Regions from separate parts of the Hordeum vulgare genome. Here regions 1 and 2 are each linked to region 3. A link is a contact called in public Hi-C data. All regions are on one chromosome and are shown on one strand. Each heading gives the region's core, a stretch centred on a gene start, on an enhancer-like site or on the middle of the called end of the contact. The rest is flanking DNA. Distances are from core to core; before and after follow the strand shown.

Evidence for each region. Hi-C and Micro-C count contacts between places; a contact is called where the count stands out from the background.
Region 1: a Hi-C map of leaf shows a contact between it and region 3, with 2.2 times the contacts expected there. The contact joins the promoter of LOC123398444 here to the promoter of LOC123452358 in region 3. A contact is called at or near these places in 2 of 6 Hi-C or Micro-C datasets (leaf and seedling).
Region 2: a contact with region 3 is called in a Hi-C map of seedling, with 3 times the contacts expected there. The contact joins the promoter of LOC123398442 here to the promoter of LOC123452358 in region 3. A contact is called at or near these places in 3 of 6 Hi-C or Micro-C datasets (leaf and seedling).

The regions. Positions count from the first base shown.
Region 1 is chr5H:531,849,959-531,853,585 of MorexV3_pseudomolecules_assembly, forward strand. LOC123398444 (peroxidase 50-like) reads left to right here and starts at 2,052. Exons shown (of 4, transcript XM_045092914.1): 1 at 2,052-2,433; 2 at 2,551-2,745; 3 at 2,825-2,990; 4 at 3,087-3,627. The coding sequence starts at 2,155. The coding sequence ends at 3,481.
Region 2 is chr5H:531,786,559-531,790,364 of MorexV3_pseudomolecules_assembly, forward strand. LOC123398442 reads right to left here and starts at 2,096. Exons shown (of 3, transcript XM_045092912.1): 1 at 1,765-2,096; 2 at 1,185-1,324; 3 at 185-1,091. The coding sequence starts at 1,271. The coding sequence ends at 528.
Region 3 is chr5H:531,595,231-531,599,146 of MorexV3_pseudomolecules_assembly, forward strand. It overlaps LOC123452358 (casein kinase II subunit alpha-2-like), which reads right to left and starts at 1,415. Exons shown (of 10, transcript XM_045129000.1): 1 at 1,042-1,415; 2 at 57-186. The coding sequence starts at 1,274.

The DNA of each region.
Region 1 (3,627 bases), core at 802-3,301, 260 kb after region 3:
AACGGGCACGAAAATTGTCGAAATCTATGACGACGAGTAATTTTAGTTATGTACCTATGGGGCTGTTTGCTTTGAGGCTAACTTTGTCAAAGGTTGTCACACCTAAAGTTAGACAAGTTTAATCAACTTAGATGGATGTTTGGTTCAAGCCACACTAACGTCATACACTACATACACACATAAAAGTGTGGTAAGATTCTCCTAGGCTTGCCAACTTGTGGCTCTTATTTTGAAGAACGAACCTTAAACAAATGTGACAACATTATGTGGAAAAGCATGACATTGCTAGGTGTCGAACCAAACAGCCCCTAGTACATAAGATTTTATTTGCATGACTAGTATGAATTTAAAGTGCGAAGTTTAAGTTTCATGGTTGTGAAGGAGTAATTTTATGTGCTGTCGGATAACTGCCCTTGGGCGTTTGGGGGCCGACTTTTGTGTTTGTGGTTTCACATGTTCTAAGAGCATTGACAATCGTAACTTGCAAATCCGGTTCCTCAAACGCCCGCGTCCGCGTCCGGATGCGTCCGCGGACACTGACCAGTCACGTCTCAAGTCTACTCGTCCACATTCAACTCTTTCATATTTTATCCCTTAGATCCATAAAAAGCATGCAAAATGAATAATTTACATACTACATACTATGCTATTCTTCGTCTTCGGAGATGGTCAGAGCCACCTGCGCCGGAGCCTGAGCCGGCTATGCGGCCTCCTGCGCAGCCCGCACCGCCTCCATCTGCTGCCGATGGAGACCCCTGGCCTCCGCAGCTCACTCCAAGCGGATGGAGTTCAGGATAACCAGCTGTTTCGGCCACAGATCCACGTCCTTCATGTCGGTGCCCCCTCCTCCCGCACATCCAACGGCGGCGCCTCCTCCGCCGGCTCCTGCTGGTCCTCCCGAACAACTAGCAGCGGCGCCTCCTTTGCCAACTCCTGCTCCTCGTCCTCGTCCATCCCCACCTCATCCTCCTCTTCCTCCTCCACATCCTCGGCCTCCTCGAAATCCTCCTCTGGATACAGAGGTAGCCCCACGGCCCTCCGGATCCAGACCTGCGCAAGGAGCGAGAGACACTGCTGGACCGTGTAGTGGTGGCGGGGGGGGGGGGGGAGGGGGCATGACTGACGGGCTCGGGTGGCGGTGGAGGAAGGGAGGAGGGGGATGTGCTAGGGCTGAGTGATGTCGGCCGGCTTAAATAGCCGGCTATGGATAAGGACGGGGAGCTGAAGCAGTGCCACACGACGTTCACACCGCGCCAACGATGGAGGCGCCCGTTGGACGATCGGGTTTTCACGCGAGTCTGCATGAGGTCACGCCGTTAGGCCGACGTGGCGAGCATGCCCGGGTTTCTTATATCCGCCCCATATTTGGGCTGAATATGAGGGGTGCCGGTTAACCCGGACGTTTGTGGCCCGTTTGAGGGGTCCGGCTAGCTCGAATTTTTATGATCGGTCAGTGACTGGACGATCTGTCCGGACATTTGAGGCGGATTGAAGGGGGGGCCCGACTGTAGATGCTCTAGTAAGAGGGTGCTTGGATCCATAGGACTAAAACTAGTCTGACTAAAAATAGTCTCTTTGAGAGGCTAAAGTTCCAATCACCCCTGACTAAAGTGGGACTAAAACTAGTCTAGAGACTAAAATCTTTTAGTCACATGAACCCCTACTAAAATGTGCATTAGTCCTCTCTCTCCTCATTTAACTCCTCATGCAAGTTCTGGATTGGAGGGTTTGGAGGATAATAAATGCTCATTAACTTGATTTTAGTCTCTTTAGTACTTGGATCCAAGCATGGGTGAGGCTAGCAAGTTTTAGTCTCACTACTTTTAGTCATGGGACTAAAACGTATCCAAGCACCCTCTAAGTCATCTCACCAATTAGTGCACAGTATTGGTAGATGATACAAACGCCAAGAGTTCATTCAATTCACACACCGTCACATCAAAGGAAAATAAATTTCCCAAACATCCCACACATGTACATCAAGAACCAGTCCTAAATTAGACCAAAACACACGCATCTCTCCATAGACCAAAGATTGTCAACTCTTCACGCTTTTCTTCCACAGCGTGACAAGATCTTGTTTATCACACCTTGCAATTTAACTATCTTTGTATCAGCGATCCATCACACACCTCGTTGCTCTTGCATGTATAAATGACCCTTCATTTGTGCACCACCTACAACATTCCTGCACCACCTACACAGGCCATCAGGCAGAGAAGTAAGATGTCCCGGTCCTGGTCGTGCATGGCGCTGCTCGTCGTCGCCCTCTCCGCGCAGCTCGGCGCGTCCGACCTGTCGACGGGCTACTACAGCAGAAGCTGCCCCAACCTGGAGAGCATCGTGCGCGGCGTGGTGACGCAGAAGATGGACGACAACATCCGCACCATCGGCTCCACCATCCGCCTCTTCTTCCACGACTGCTTCGTCGAGGTACGTTCGCCGCACGCAGTAACACTTGCACTGATGCTTGTTATGCCCGTGCTCTCAAAACTTATAGTCATCGAGTGGTTGATCTATGTGTGTGTATGCGGCGGTACGTACGTGCAGGGTTGCGACGCGTCGGTGCTGATCCGGTCGACGCCGGGGAACCCGACGGAGATGGACGCCGACGACAACAAGTCCCTGGCGTTCGAGGGCTACGAGACGGTGAGGATCGCCAAGGTGGCCGTGGAGGCCGCGTGCCCCGACCTGGTCTCCTGCGCCGACATACTCACCATCGCCACACGAGACGCCATCGCCCTGGTACACGCACAGTGCACGTCTATCGGTACATTAATTTCCCACCGGACATGCCTGAGCCTGAAGTTTGATTTGCGTACAGAGCGGCGGGCCGTTCTACCCGGTGGAGCTGGGGAGGCTGGACGGGCTGAGCTCCACGGCCAGCAGCGTGGCCGGCAAGCTGCCGCAGGCCACCAGCACCCTCAACGAGATGGTCGCCATGTTCAGAGCGCACGGGCTCACCATGTCCGACATCGTCGCCCTCTCAGGTGAACCACGCACCTCTCCCAGCCGTACCTACCTCTACCTGCGCCGCGTGGATGTACTCCTACTAACATGACAGTTCATGGCTGGTCGGCATGCAGCGGCGCACACCGTGGGGCTCGCGCACTGCGGCAAGTTCAGGGACCGGGTGTACGGCAGCCCGGCGGACGCGACGCTGAACCCCAAGTACGCGGCGTTCCTGAGGACCAAGTGCCCCGCCGACGGCTCGTCGGACCCGCCGGTGCTCATGGACCAAGCCACGCCGGCGCTCTTCGACAACCAGTACTACCGGAACCTGCAGGACGGCGGCGGCCTGCTCGCCTCCGACCAGCTCCTCTACAACGACAACCGCACGCGCCCCCTCGTCAACTCGTGGGCCAACAGCACGGCCGCCTTCAGCCGGGGCTTCGTCGACGCCATCGTCAAGCTCGGCCGCGTCGGGGTTAAGTCTGGCAGCGACGGGAACATACGCAAGCAGTGCGACGTCTTCAACTGATGACGAGAGGGATCGAGAAATGCATATTCCACCGGGATTGCTACGCTGTCTGAAGTCTGAACTAGTGTACGCGCATGCGTCAAAGGTGCATGTGTACACGAAATGTGTATCTGTGGCACAGAGATTCGTTGGGTTTCACAGTTCTG
Region 2 (3,806 bases), core at 846-3,345, 190 kb after region 3:
CAAAGTTTGATTGAGACTTGATTGTGTGTCTCAGTCGATCTTTTATGTCTCCGTTGATGTTTATATTCATGAAATTTTACATCAAAATACATACATTTTCTTTTCTTTTGTTACATGTTACGTCACTTGATTAAGAATTGGTTAAGTTTCAGCCAACCAAGACCTAATTAACCACACCCTTTAATTTCATACAGAAAGACTGCCCCATTAAAATAACAGCCAAAGTCACCACTTACAAAAGCAAATTAAGCTACTTGCAGTGAGAGCCAACCATGATTAGCATCATCTGAAAAGCCCCTACATTCTTCCCTTTCCACCTGTGGAAAGTGGCTCCTACATTACCCTCAACGACAAAGTTAAAAAAAAATTGGATTAGCTTGATCCATGATTAACCTGGAAGCACAGAGACACAGTACTCCTACTACAACTCAAGAAACAGGGAGTCAAACTGCCTGCCACTAGCCACGAGACAGACGGCGACGGTACATGCATGCGCCGGTCGGTTGCCTTCCATTCCATGGCTAGCTTCATGCCATCCGTAGGCTGAGCCAGTGGAACAGCAGCGGAGAAGGCTGCTGCACCCCGCCGTCCTCCACCTGCACCGCCTCGAACACCGCCGGCCTCCGCTTGTGGTACGGCGAGCCCGCTCCTGCGCCAGTGCCGGCAAGCTGCTGGTGCGCCTGCGCCTGCTGCCAGTCCAGGCCGCCGGTGGGCGTGTCAGACTCCGTCGTGGACGACGAGAAGCTCTCCCCGGGGGAGCAGTGCTCGTTGCTGTACCGCTTCTTGCCGCCGCTGCCCACGGCGAGCGTGAGCTCCAGCTCCGCCTCCTCGTCGTCGGTAGCCTCCGGGCTCAGCTGTGCCTGCGCGGCGCGAGGGGTCGCCGCCGCGTGGCTGCCGCGGCGGGCAGCTCCGTGCTGCCACTGCTGCTCGTAGGAGCACGCATCGAGCGCGCTCGCCCTGCGGCGGTCGTACTCGGCGCCCGGGGAGCCGTTCGGGGAGGCGGACAGGCCGCTCTGCTGGCTCTTGATCTCCCTCTTGAGGTCCCGCATCAGAAGCTTCTGAATTCTGTACAGGCGATGGAGATCGTGCACCTGCGACAACGTACAGAAATCATGAGGCCGCAGTCTTCTTGACACGGGGAGGATAAAGTTTGTAGCTTCTGAATTATGATCTTATTACTGTACCTGCTGCCTGAAGGTCTCCTCATGCTTGAGCATGGCCATCTTCAGGGCGTCTTTGTCGCAGTGCATGAAGGCCTGCTCCATCGGCATTGCGGCGATCTCTTTCTTGATCTTCTTCTTCTTCTTCTTCTTCTTCTACGGACCTGCATTGAGAGATAGCCAGAACATAAGCCTCTGCTCCAAGTGTTTCCAACTACACTACACTGTATCCTGTCATACAGATATGAGCTTGAACAGAAGGTGAGCACACGAGCTGATCTCCCGTACTACAATGCAGCCACGCAATTGGAGCTTTAGAAGTGGGATCGAGAACCGGGCACTAGATTCACAGGAGAAAAAGGAAGCAAAAAGAGGGTAAGGAGAACAGTGTTCTATGTATGACAGGAGAATCTCTCTGCTGGAGTAACTGTATTCTGAAGCAAGTCACTCACAACCCAAAATATGCTCGCACAACCAGAGCACCAAAAGGGCAGAAAAAAAGAGCCTGAAAAGGGCTAAAAAATGATTGAAAACGGCATTGGAGATTGATGAGCACCGAATCGTGAGGAGAAAAGAAGAGAGGCAGGACGAGCTCATTTCTCACCTCTCAATTACCAGATGTCAGAGAAGTGACTCAAGAACTGAGGTGCCACTGAGCTCCAACTACCACTCACACTCACTTAGCCCTGTTTCTTCTCTCCTCGCTATCGGTTTCCGATCATTGTATGGTTCCAAAGGCCACAGGCTTTCCCTTTTATACACATCAACCAGCAGACCGTCGTCTCCATCCGTCCCTCCCTCTCTGTCTTTCTCTCTCACACTCTCCTCCTCTCTGAAGAAAGAGAAGGAAAAGAAAAGGAGGAGGAAGAGGAGGGGACAAGACACGAATGATGTAAGATTCCTTTCACAGTGGCATTTTTAACCAGGCCTGCGCTGCACTGCAGGCAGGCATGCCGAGCAACGGAGTAGCACTGTAGGAGGAGTATCTTTCTCTCTCTCTCTCGCTTGCTCTTGCGGCATGCAGTGCAGCAGCGGCGGAGCCGAGCAGAGGGGACAGGACTGGAGGTGGAGTAAGGAACGGGCCACCCGCATAGTAGTAAATTACACGCCCAAGTGTGGATCTGTTGATAGAGAATTCCTACTATCCCTGAAACGGAGAGCAAAAGATTGGACTTTGTTATTCACTGAGAGAGAGAAAGGAGCGTGATGGATGGATGGATGGATGGATGGATTCAAAAGCAGCATTTTTTGAGCCAAAATGAGTGCTCCGAGAAGCTTTTACGATGACAGCAATACGTCACCCAGCTTTCTTTTCTTTGTAAGTATTCTTCTCTGTCGTCTGTCGAGATGTATGTACAGTGCTCCAGTGGTACGAGATGTCAACACAGCACCAGCTTTGTGTACATCATTTCATTTCACCACGGACGGTACCGTTGTTACCACAACGCCCGTTTTTATTTCGAAGTTAGGGCTTGTTGGGTACAGCAGGGAAAGAAAGCTCCGTCCATCCAGTACACTGACACACCGTTACCAGCAACCGTTAAAACAAGAAGTGTTCTTATTTTTCAAGCTTATTTTGTCTGAAAGCTCTTTTCGATCCATCATAGGCAGGAAGGCAGATTAGACGTTAGAAGTTAAGAGCCTCGCACACCTTAAATGACCCCTCGTATATACACAAACGCGTCTGATAAACGATCCAACTGGAGAAGGAGGAAAAAAGTAACCCAATCAAATATCTCATATCAACTCTAAACGTCCGGACTATCCACGAATTTTTCTATCCATCTCAAATATTAGAAGGATATAAAGGGTTTGCGGACAAGTTCGGTCAATCCATCATATAGGACGCGACCCGATCCCATTTGAAAACGCGAATTTGCAAATCAGGAATTCATGATCGAAGATGTTGTAACTGAAGCTTTTTTTTCTTTTGTAAAAAACCCAGCAGAATCGCTGTGATTCCATTGAAACGCAGAGCCCCTGAACACAAGTACCGCAAGGTGCAGGCCATACATACAGAAGCCCCGACTGCTCTCCCAAAGGACATGCATTTTACTGCTTTGACCAGATCATTGAGGCGCCGAAATAAACCATTATTTTTGTTGTTCTCCATTACTTTCTTTGACCGAATTGCTTCAGTCCTTGTATAGTTAATTAAGTGTGGCAGTACCGCGACACTATTTTTCATGTGGATCATACGGTGATCTCATTTGATTTGGGTCAAGGACTCCTTCCCTCCCTCTGGTCAGGGTTCGTCAGGGTGGCAGGCCCAGGCCCAGGCCCCGGCCTAGTAAGTGGTCCAGCTCCGGCCATTCTTCTTCTCGATCTCATCCTCGCGCCGTACCTGAGGTACAGCCCTAGGTATGCTAGCCGGTAGCATCGATAATACTCCCTCCGTATCAAAATAACTGTCTTAACTTTGTACTAACTCTCGTACAAAATTGTATTAAATTTAAGACACTTATTTTAAGACGAAGGGAGTAGTAATTTGAAGAAAAATGCGTTGAGACTGACAATTTGTATGTTGTGTTTCATGCATATGTTACTATTGTATGATACTATCTTTATAGTGCATAGTATTATAAGTGATCTCATTTATTGACATGCATGACACAAAATAGTATAGCATTTAACATGTTACGATAT
Region 3 (3,916 bases), core at 165-2,664:
ATGATGCAAATGAGTAGTTCACATCTCAATATAAGTTACAAAGCTTCATATAGTACCTTCTTTTTCTTTACAGGCTTGAGTATCTTAATGACACATTTCTCGCTATTGTTAACACTGAAGCCTTCAAACACTTCACTATATTTACCTCTTCCAACTTTCCTGACAACCTCATAGTCATCCTGCTCACTGGTTAGAGATGTGGCAATGGTTAGCACGGTATTAGTTCGGTGGAAACATGAAAAGCATAAGAGGCTAAGGTTCCAATTACCTTTCGCCAAAAAGCATTAAACTAACCCAAAAAAGGATACTGAGCATAAATCTTAAGGGTTGATTTATAACGTAAATCTTTACTGATCAGAAGTCGCAAAGAGAAGACAGGTATTCTTAGAAAAGACGTTCATATCACCATGTTGGACAGAACATTCACACTTTTTCCCCTACAGTCTCTTATAGTCTTATGAAGTACAGATGGAACAAGGAGGGTCAGCTAATCGGCTACAATTAATCACAATGCTTTTGCACACTTAAAAATATAATCAGAATAATTGACAACAGAATCAAACTAAGGCCCGATTCTTTTTGACTGCAGAGAAAACCCCCATTCTTCAATAAACCTTTCTGATCAGGGATGTGGGAATATCAAAAACCAATCTTGAACTCAATGTCATTTGCCCAAAGTAACTTCTTAATTTCATAAGCTTTGTGCTGAAGCTACCAAAGCAATATTTAACACACGGTTTTATAAGGACACAAGGACCATATTGCTCATATTCTCGAGTGCACCTCATATTCTCGAGTGCACGCATGCGCAGACAAACTTCAGCCCCTAACCAGCAATCACACCCTGCGATTGACAGGGATGAAGAAAAATCCGCGAACCTCGAGCTAAATTTCTACAGAACACACTCCTAATCTTAGCGCAGCCCCAACGAATAACCCACACCCAGCACTGACCGAAATCCACAAGCATACAGGCCATTAGCAAAGTGAACACAGAAAATAGCCATGGCTGATGATTAGGGCGTGACGTCAGCGCCTTACCCCCACTGGACGGTGAGCGCCTCGTAGTCCCAGTACTCCTTGGGGCGCACCACGTTGACGTCGGTGTAGACCCTCGCCTTCGACATGCTGGGCCCGGATCCCGCGGCGGCCGGGGCGCAGCGAGGGGACAGGGCGATGAAGGAGGACGCGAGGGCGGCTACAACGACGGCGGCGGCGGAGGCTCGAGCTACGGAGCTGGCTGGTGGGCGCTTCCTCGGAGGGGCATCGCTCATGCGGCCATCGCCGGCGGCGAGGGCGGGCTAGGGTTTCCGGCTGGTGGGTGGGTGGGTGGAGGAGGGAGAGATTAGCTGAAGATGAATCTTTTTTATTAGTTTAGGCGTGGAGACAGAGGTGGAGTGGGACGGAGACTCTGGAATCCGCTGGTGTTGGTCACTGACAGGTGGGTTTATTATTGCCTGGGGCTGAATCATTGAATCTACCTAGCGATAGTCCCAATCCTAAAAATAAAAAAATCAGTCGGTCCATCTGGTGCCGTCTCATGCGACTAGATCAAGCGGATCGCATCTCATCTCGCAGCGCGGGGACTCTCTTTCCAGCGACCTTCTCCTACCACGCGCTATGCTTCGTTTCGATTTTACCACTGCGGCGGCGAGTTAGTACGGGCGAGCAAGCGGCGACGACGCGCGGCCCCGGCGAGGCCGCCGTCTACCCCGCATCGACGACAAGCTGCGACGGCAAGCAGCCCTCGACGAGTAGCGACGGCGAGCTGCGATGGTCGTACAGACCCGACGAGGTTGTCGTTTCCCCCGTCCCCGCGAGCACGGTCACCTCTTTTTCCAACTCTGGTGGACGAGCTACATAATTGCGACGGCGAGGCGCACCGATGACACAGGGATGCTCGAACCAACATTGATTTTTGCTACATGCTTCAACCGGCATCACAATTTGCTACAATCGACATTGCTATCTGCTACCACCGGTGTTGCATTTTGCTACATCGCACGTGGCTTCGCGATTTTTGCTACAACCGGCAACGAAAAAAGCTACATCCGATGACGTGATTTTCTGCAGCGGCCACAATGAAGTTTGTGGTGACGATGGTGGCGCTGCGATTTTATTGGAACCTGCAATACAAAAGGCTAGCACTGATTGCCAATTTTGCTACAACCAGCAACGAAAATAGCTTCAACCGTCATGAAAAAGCTTCAAGCGACATGGAAAAAAACTTCAACCACGAAAAAAGTTTCAACCGAAGTGAAAGAAGCTTCAACCAGAGTTTAAAAAACCTTCAACTAAGGGGGGCAAGCATGTGCATGCACGAGCGTCAACGACGACGAGCGACGGGGGAAGAGGTGTTAGAACATATTTCTCCATATGTGGTTTTGGTAATTGATAACAAGCCCTATGGACTAATGGTTGCCTTAAGTTATATTTGTAGGATTTGTTCATAGTCACTTCTTGAAGTCCATCTGTTGGTTTCAAAGAGTTTATATGATGACCAATGTGGTATTCAAGGTATTATTCAAAGAATGGTCATAAAGACACAAGGTTGATCAAGACTAAGACAAAGAGTAAATCAAGTTGATCAACACACAAAACGTACAAGATGTACCGAGAGGGATCAAGTGATCCCATGGTATGGCAAGCATTGTCCATTACGCTTTTGTATACTAACTCATGGTCTTCGTGAGAGTTCTGTGTGGGGTTAGGTGTGTTTTCATGGGTTCGCGTCAAGAGGTAGATCTCATTCAACCCATGAAGGATGACATCAAGTGATGATCGTCATCAAGACTGCGGTGTGCAAGTACAAGTGGAGCATCACAAAGATATCATGCTTGAAGCTTGCCGTCCATTGTGGTGGCGATGGACTTGTGAAGATGTGTTGAAGAGTGGCTCACCCATAGTGAAATATGCGGGAGCAATTTACAAGTCTTCATCAAGCCAGCGCAATCAAGAAAGATGGTACATCTTGAGGAAGTCAAGATCGTCATCATCGCTCAAGTGAGCTATGTGCAAGGTATAAGCGTGCCCTTGATAGGTTTTGCTATTTTAGGATAGATTGTTGTAGTGTCAAGGGGGGCTCTCAAGTGAGTAACTTGATCGTATCGTTCGTTGAAAGCTCAAACCATTTTTATCCTTGCATCATATTTATTGGTTCTTGTTTGGTGATTCGCTTTGTGAGTTGTAGAGCTCATGGTCATCTTCATTACAAGCTCGAGTTCATCGTAAACGAAGTCCGTATGCATCTTCTATGATGTTTTCGATGTTGGAAATTTTTGTCGGTTCTTCATTCATAGAGGTTTCACATCTCTATATCATTGACATTTTTATACTGCCCCTTCTTAAGATTTCGAGTCGCAGTTGGATAGCTCTTGTCGTCCTGTATCCAAAACGCTTGAGTTTGCTCAATTCGGAGCTCGTATGCGAAAGTTATGGTAGTTCACGACATGTCTTCTCTCTCAAGCGGAAGTACCGCTGGGGTAGAGCGGTAGTACCGCTGGGGCAGAGCGGTAGTACCGCTCTCGCGGTATTGCCGCCCTCCCCCGACGACCTCTATTTATCTTCTGGCATCTTCATGGTCTTTTTCCATTTTGAGCGGTAGTACCGATGGGGCGCATGGTAGTACCGCTCTGACGGCACTACCGCCCCGAGATCTTTGTCGTTTGCACGTTTTTTCTTGAAACTTCCGTTCCAGCGGAAGTACCGCTTGTGCACTGACTGAGTGCATAACGGTTCGATTTGGAGAGGCCTATGAAAGGGGGTCTTCTTCCCCATTGGTTTTCTATCCGTTGAGCTCGTGTTTGCCCCCCGTTGTTGACCTTATTAGAGTTTGCTAACTCTCACCCCCTCCAATGATTCTTGCTAGTTCTTGAGGGAAAAGAGAGAGGATATCTAGATCAACATCTCAACCAAT